Linked DNA regions of Mus musculus: region 2 is linked to region 1. Evidence: chromatin contacts called from public HiChIP or PLAC-seq data. All regions are on one chromosome and are shown on one strand. Each heading gives the region's core, a stretch centred on a gene start, on an enhancer-like site or on the middle of the called end of the contact. The rest is flanking DNA. Distances are from core to core; before and after follow the strand shown. Region 1 has its middle 22 kb from the start of Gm35089. Region 2 overlaps Gm35315 (zinc finger protein 431-like).

Region 1 (2,931 bases), core at 316-2,815:
CTGACCAAATGTCTAGTGGCCTTGGAACTGATAACCACAGCCCCATATGGTGGGAAGTTGTACTCTCAGAATCTGATTCGACCCCTCCCAAAGGCCCTGCCCCAGACCATTCCCAGCTCCCAAGCACATTCCAGGTTTTAGAGAAGGAGCTCTGCAAATGCACCCAAGAGGAGGAGATGTCAGGAAAGAGTCAGACTCGGGGCTGAAATCAAGCAATAGAAACAAATAGAACTATATACAGAATCAACAAAACCAGGACCTGTTTCTTTGAGAAAATCAACTAGATAAACCAGACTAACCAGAGGGCACAGAGACAGTATCCTAATTAATAAAATCAGAAATGAAAAGGAGGATATAACAATGAAATATATCTTAAAATAATTACTCTCTTTAAAAAATATTAACAATTGAAAATATTAAAATCATGTTCTACAAAACAAAAACAAAAAACGAAGTAAAGGAGCCCTGTTTTCTCTCTATACCCAGGGCCTCAGGGAAAGCTCCTAAGGACTAGGCCCAGGCTGTGACTGGCTCTGCCAAGAGTGTTCCTGGGTTTCAGAAGGAGGTGTGTCCTTCTCCAGACATGGGGACTTCAGGGAAAGCATAGCTGGATCAGGCCTACACTCAATGCAATGGTTGTGGGTTTTTCTGTTTTGTTTTGTTTTGTTTTTTTAAGTTTTCAAATGGTTGTCACTAGATGTCATCTAGCCATTGTGGCAGAACTATGCTTTTCTCAAGAAGAAAACTGCGCCTTATGGCACAAGAGGCCTTGCTTTTGGTTGTGATCCTGTAATGAATGCCCCATTAAGCAGCTGGTTAGAGGCCTGCTCTTTGATAAGGGGATGGGCCTAGTGGCAGATTATAAATCAAGTTTGTTTCCTTTGTTATGATTTCTGGACAATGCTGGTGAACAAGCATGTGTACCCTAGCATCCTAACCTCTAACTGCCCTGGCTGGCATAGTACTTATCTGTGAGGTGTGCGGCAGTCCTCCCTCAGCTAAATTCTACTTGGTGTGCCTTACTATTTCCTAAGCTTTACTAAATCCTTTACATCATCAGTTTTACTCTTTAACATCACAGCTTGACATTGAATTGCTACCCAGCACAAGAGATGCCTTTTACAGCCTCCACAAAATTAACTCCAAATGCATTGTCCACCTTAATGTCAAATGCTAAGAACAGAACTTGTAGAAAGTCGGACTCTCTGAGTTTGGGATCACGCCAAAGATCTCTCTACACACAAGCCAAATGTTCTGCACAGATGCAGCCCCCAGAGCGAAGTTATTCAGACGCTACAGCTGGGTCTCGCAAGTGGCTAGGACCTCAGGGGACATCGCACATGGCTGCGGATTCCCACTGAGTCCCAGGAAAGACCCACCACAGCAGCTCGCGCTGCTCAGACCCCTGCTTCTCCCCATTGTTTTCAATGACCCTGTACTCACCATGCCGCAACTTCGGAGCTTGCCTGAGCACCCTCCACAGCATCCAGCGGCAGGACAGAGAACACAGCTTAAGGGACCTTTCAAGCCTGCTCAGCTACTAAGCGAAACCGACCCAAGGTATCCGGAAAAACCCGCCTTCCCTTCTGACTGGCAGGTCCCCCTAGAGGCTCTGATTGGCCAGTAAGTCTTGAGTGACTCGAGCACCTCCCTTAGGGTTAGGGTTTGCTGAAGGTACACAGTGCAGAGGTTCTCAGCCCTAGCTTCAAGTCCAGTGCCTGACTTTTTCCAGATCTACAGGGATTTGCATTTCTGTAGTATTTGTGCCTGTCCTCCAATAGCCTACCCATCTGTCTCCCTGCGCAGCCCCAGGAAGGCTCCACCACTCCACCTGGCACTGCTCAGCCACTTGCTCCTTGCATTTGTAGGGTTTCTTTCAGGTAGGGATTTTTTATTCATTTGGAGACTAATGTGATGTACAAAGGCTTCACCATACTGAATACCTTCATAGGGTTTCTCTCCAGCATGAATTCTTTCATACCTTTGAAGATAACTGTGACATGCAAAGGCTTTACCACACTGGATATTTTTAGAGGGTTCTCTCCAGTAAGACTTCTTTCATGCCTGCAAAGATAATTGGCACATGTGAAAGCTTTACCACATTCACTAAACCAATGAATCTTTTTATCTATAGGAATTAATTTTACAATTTGGTCTAATTGTAAAGAGGAATCATATCGTAAGATTTTTATCACTTTGTTTACATTCATGGGTTCCCCTTAATTATGGTTTGTTTTGCAAATCTGTAATGGTAAGAGTGTTATTACATGGCCCACATTTGTAGCATTCCTTTTCTCCATGAGAAATTTTTTTTTTAATTTTAAGAGAAATGGAAGAGCTCAGAGCTTTACCGCACTGAGTACATTCACAAATTTTCCTATATTGTGAAATACACTACATTTTCATACTACATTGGCAAAGTAAACCAGGAAATCATAAAAGAATTTCCACAATCCTAGTACTCATAGGGATTTTCTGCAGTGCGAGTTTATGGATATATTCCCAATTAAGTTGGAAAACCACCTAATTATAAACTTGTATCACACTGAGAAAGTTTGTGCAAATGTAGACTACTATATATTCTAAGTGTTCTGGGAAAGAGAGGTACATTGCTTATTTCAATATCCATATGCTCAAATGGCCTGTATCCATTGTGATACAGGATATACCTATTAAAAAAGAATAACAAATGAAAGGTTTCCACATTGCATTCACGCAGTGTGGCTGTTTGTTCTTCATAGACATATGGTATAGGAATTAAGGTTTGTTCTCAACAACATTCTTGACTCTCATTAACTGCCCCTCTCACTTCAACATAGCAATGTTAGTCTAGAAGTAATCAGCTTTACTATGGAATAATTGCTTATTAGAAACATATACTTATCACCTAATACATATCTTTGGCAATATGTGAGTAGTATAAAACTAGAA
Region 2 (2,931 bases), core at 249-2,748, 240 kb after region 1:
GACAGATGGAAATATTGGCCGGGCGGTGGTGGCCCTATCTTTAATCCCAGCAGTTGGGAGGCAGAGGCAGGCAGATTTCTGAGTTCGAGGCCAGCCTGGTCTACAAAGTGAGTTCCAGGACAGCCAGGGCTATACAGAGAAACCCTGTCTCAAAAAAAAAAAAAAAAAAAAAAAAAAAAAAAAGGAAAATATTGGCAATGTAAACATTGATCCTAAATCAGCAATATATGGGAGAAGAGATGGCTCACCAGTGAAGAGCTCTTACTGGTCTTGCAAATAACTGAACTCAATTACCAGTACTTGTGTGCCAGGGCTTCACAACTATCCAAGTTCAGAAATTCTGAAGCCATTTTCTGACTATTATGGGGACCAGGTATACATAATGTGCATATTCATGCACACAGGCAAAATACTCATTCATTCAAAAAAATCAAAACAACCACAACAGGTAGGAAGAATGCTATGCACCTGCAATCCAATGACTCAGAAAGCTCAGGCAGTAAAGCTCAGGCAGTATCAATGTCATGAATACTCCCCATCCTGAGAAACAGAAAATTCTCTCTGCCAAATGTCAAAATTCACAACGTGCATGAAGATCAACACAACAGCACATGCTTGACATGTACCAAAATCTACATTGCAAGCCCATCAGTTAATGATATAAAAACAAACAAAGAAAGAAAAAGCCAGGCATGTTGGCCCACATTTAATCCCAGCACTTAGGAGCCAGAGTCAGGTGGACCTTTAAGTTTGAGCCTTGATTGTTCTACACATCTACTTTCAGGACAGCCAGGGCTACATAGAGAAACTTTGTCTTTAAAAACCAAAGCCAAAACAACAAAATTAAAAATATAAAAACACCAGGTTCACAAAATAGTTTAGCATTGAATAACAACTGCTTCAACTGCATCTCATGTAAATTTAGGGATAGAGTCTATAATGGTAAAAGCAAGACAACATGAGAATGAAGCTGACTGATCAGGTTCAACCACAACACAGTACGGACGCACATGCACGCGCATACACACACACACACACACCAGGAAATGGGTTGAAACTATAGACACTCAAATCTCATCCCCAATAAAGAATCTACAAAGGTCCCTCCTAGGAAAGCTTCTTTTTTTTTTTTTTTTTTTTTTTTTGGTTTCTCTGCGTACCTCTGGCTGTCCTGGAACTCACTTTGTAGACCAGGCTGGCCTCGAACTCAGAAATCCGCCTGCCTCTGCCTCCCAAGTGCTGGGATTAAAGGCGTGCGCCACCACACCTGGCTCCTAGGAAAGCTTCTAATGAAAAGACTGTATTGGCCAGAGCCAGGCTGACTCCATGACAGGCTGCAAACTGACAATTTGGGAGACTAGGCCTAAGTTTCTGCTTCCCAGAACTGGAAAAGTCCAAACAAGTCAATTCCAGGAAAACGACCCCTCCCCCAATCATGAGCAGCCAGGAGCTGCCCCTGCCATCAGGCATGAGCCAAGCCTGAGCCAAGAATAGTTAACGAGCAATGGTTCCAGAACATCCCCTAAATTCTCTAGAACCTTGACCAATCCCAAAGACACACACACCCCCTGGGGATTGAGTCAAACAATCGGGATAAAAGTCACCTACTCCTCCCTGGAATTCCCCTAATCGGGTTTAAATGGAGCTTGCAAAGCTCACAAGTCTGTCCCCATCCTGCATGATAGAATTCTGCAGAATAAAATGCTCTTTGCTTTTGCATACTATTTGAGTCTGGGGTCTTCCTTCAGTGATTCTTGGACCCTAACATTATAAGCTCCTCAAAGAAAGCCACAAAAAAAAGAGACAAGTGTTCATAGACAACATTATATCTGGGAGCTCTCTGACTCAATCAGCTACATTCTAACCCTGGTCACTATAGGCTCATGGCCATCCATGATGAAAATGTATTTCGTTTAACTTCAATGATCTTAAGAGTCTGCAGCAACCCATACACTGTTCAGATGTCCAAAGTCTCTTCTGACACTCTTGATTGCCACATCTTGTAAAAAATCAAAACGTAAGTTATATCTTCCCAACATACAAAGGCACAGAATGCCCCCTCCCATCCAATAGAGAGGAATGTGTACATAGTGTGGGAAGACTGGACCAAGGCAGAAAACCCAGCAGGACACACACCACATCCTGTAGCTCTGTCTCAGACACAAGGGGACTCAGTCTCAAAAGGCTTAGATGGCCCTATCCCTGAAACTTCTCATACATCTCTCAGTTTAGTTACTTGCACTCTCTCTATGCCGCTCTCCATGGCAGGTGTCTCCTAGCTTAGGTATCTCAATATGTCCTGGTGTCAGAATGCAACTCAGGCTTTATCCTCACAGATTCATACAACGCACTCTCACAGCATCCTCCCTCACTGGGACTTTGACTCTGCTAAACATAGATGGCTGAAACAGTGATGAACTGAAACCACAGGGGAAGAATCTAGGACCTTACATCTTGTTTCCAGAACTTGGGTGATCCTGCAAGGTTTGGGTTCTAAATTGGGATGGACCATGCCACCTTGGACTACAGTTGTAGCAGGTTTTATATGAATTTCCTTCCTGGATCTAGGAATCACTTTGCCTACTTCTTCCATTGGTTGAAGGCTTAGCAGGAGGGTGTGCTTCCCTTAGGACACCTTCTTAGGCTTTTTTTTTTCTCTGTATAGGCCTGGCTGTCCTGGAACTCACTTTGTAGACCAGGCTGGCCTTGAACTCAGAAATCCGCCTGCCTCTGCCTCCCAAGCGCTGGCTAAGTAAGATTCTTAAGAATACCATCTTGTACATGATTTACACGAGGGAAAAGGAAGATGAGGGCATCTATGAAGTCAGCCGAAAGATAAAGAAACTATTAAGTCAGCAGAAACATCATACAATGGGACACATTCAGAAGTCTAATCTAACAGTGGTGCACAAGGGAAAACTCAGTGTTTCT

What was found. HiChIP or PLAC-seq counts read pairs in DNA pulled down with a chosen protein or histone mark.
Region 2: an H3K27ac HiChIP or PLAC-seq map of embryonic stem cells shows a contact between it and region 1, with 3 times the contacts expected there. The contact joins two enhancer-like sites. A contact is called at or near these places in 3 of 484 Hi-C or Micro-C datasets (embryonic stem cells and trophoblast stem cells), 7 of 115 datasets of contacts at active chromatin or transcription factors (bone marrow-derived macrophages, embryonic stem cells and memory CD8 T cells) and 1 of 9 other capture datasets (adipose tissue).

The regions. Positions count from the first base shown.
Region 1 is chr5:109,843,491-109,846,421 of GRCm38.p6, forward strand. No RefSeq gene overlaps it. Among named protein-coding and RNA genes, the nearest start is that of Gm35089, 22 kb to the right of the region's middle. Within about 2 kb of position 1,566, at least 102 of the 459 cell types and tissues checked have an H3K27ac peak or open chromatin away from gene starts, as enhancers often do. A contact at or near this core is called in embryonic stem cells, where this site is marked.
Region 2 is chr5:110,081,688-110,084,618 of GRCm38.p6, forward strand. The region is part of intron 2 of Gm35315 (zinc finger protein 431-like); the gene reads right to left. Among named protein-coding and RNA genes, the nearest start is that of Gm35315, 12 kb to the right of the region's middle. Within about 2 kb of position 1,499, at least 4 of the 459 cell types and tissues checked have an H3K27ac peak or open chromatin away from gene starts, as enhancers often do. A contact at or near this core is called in embryonic stem cells, where this site is marked.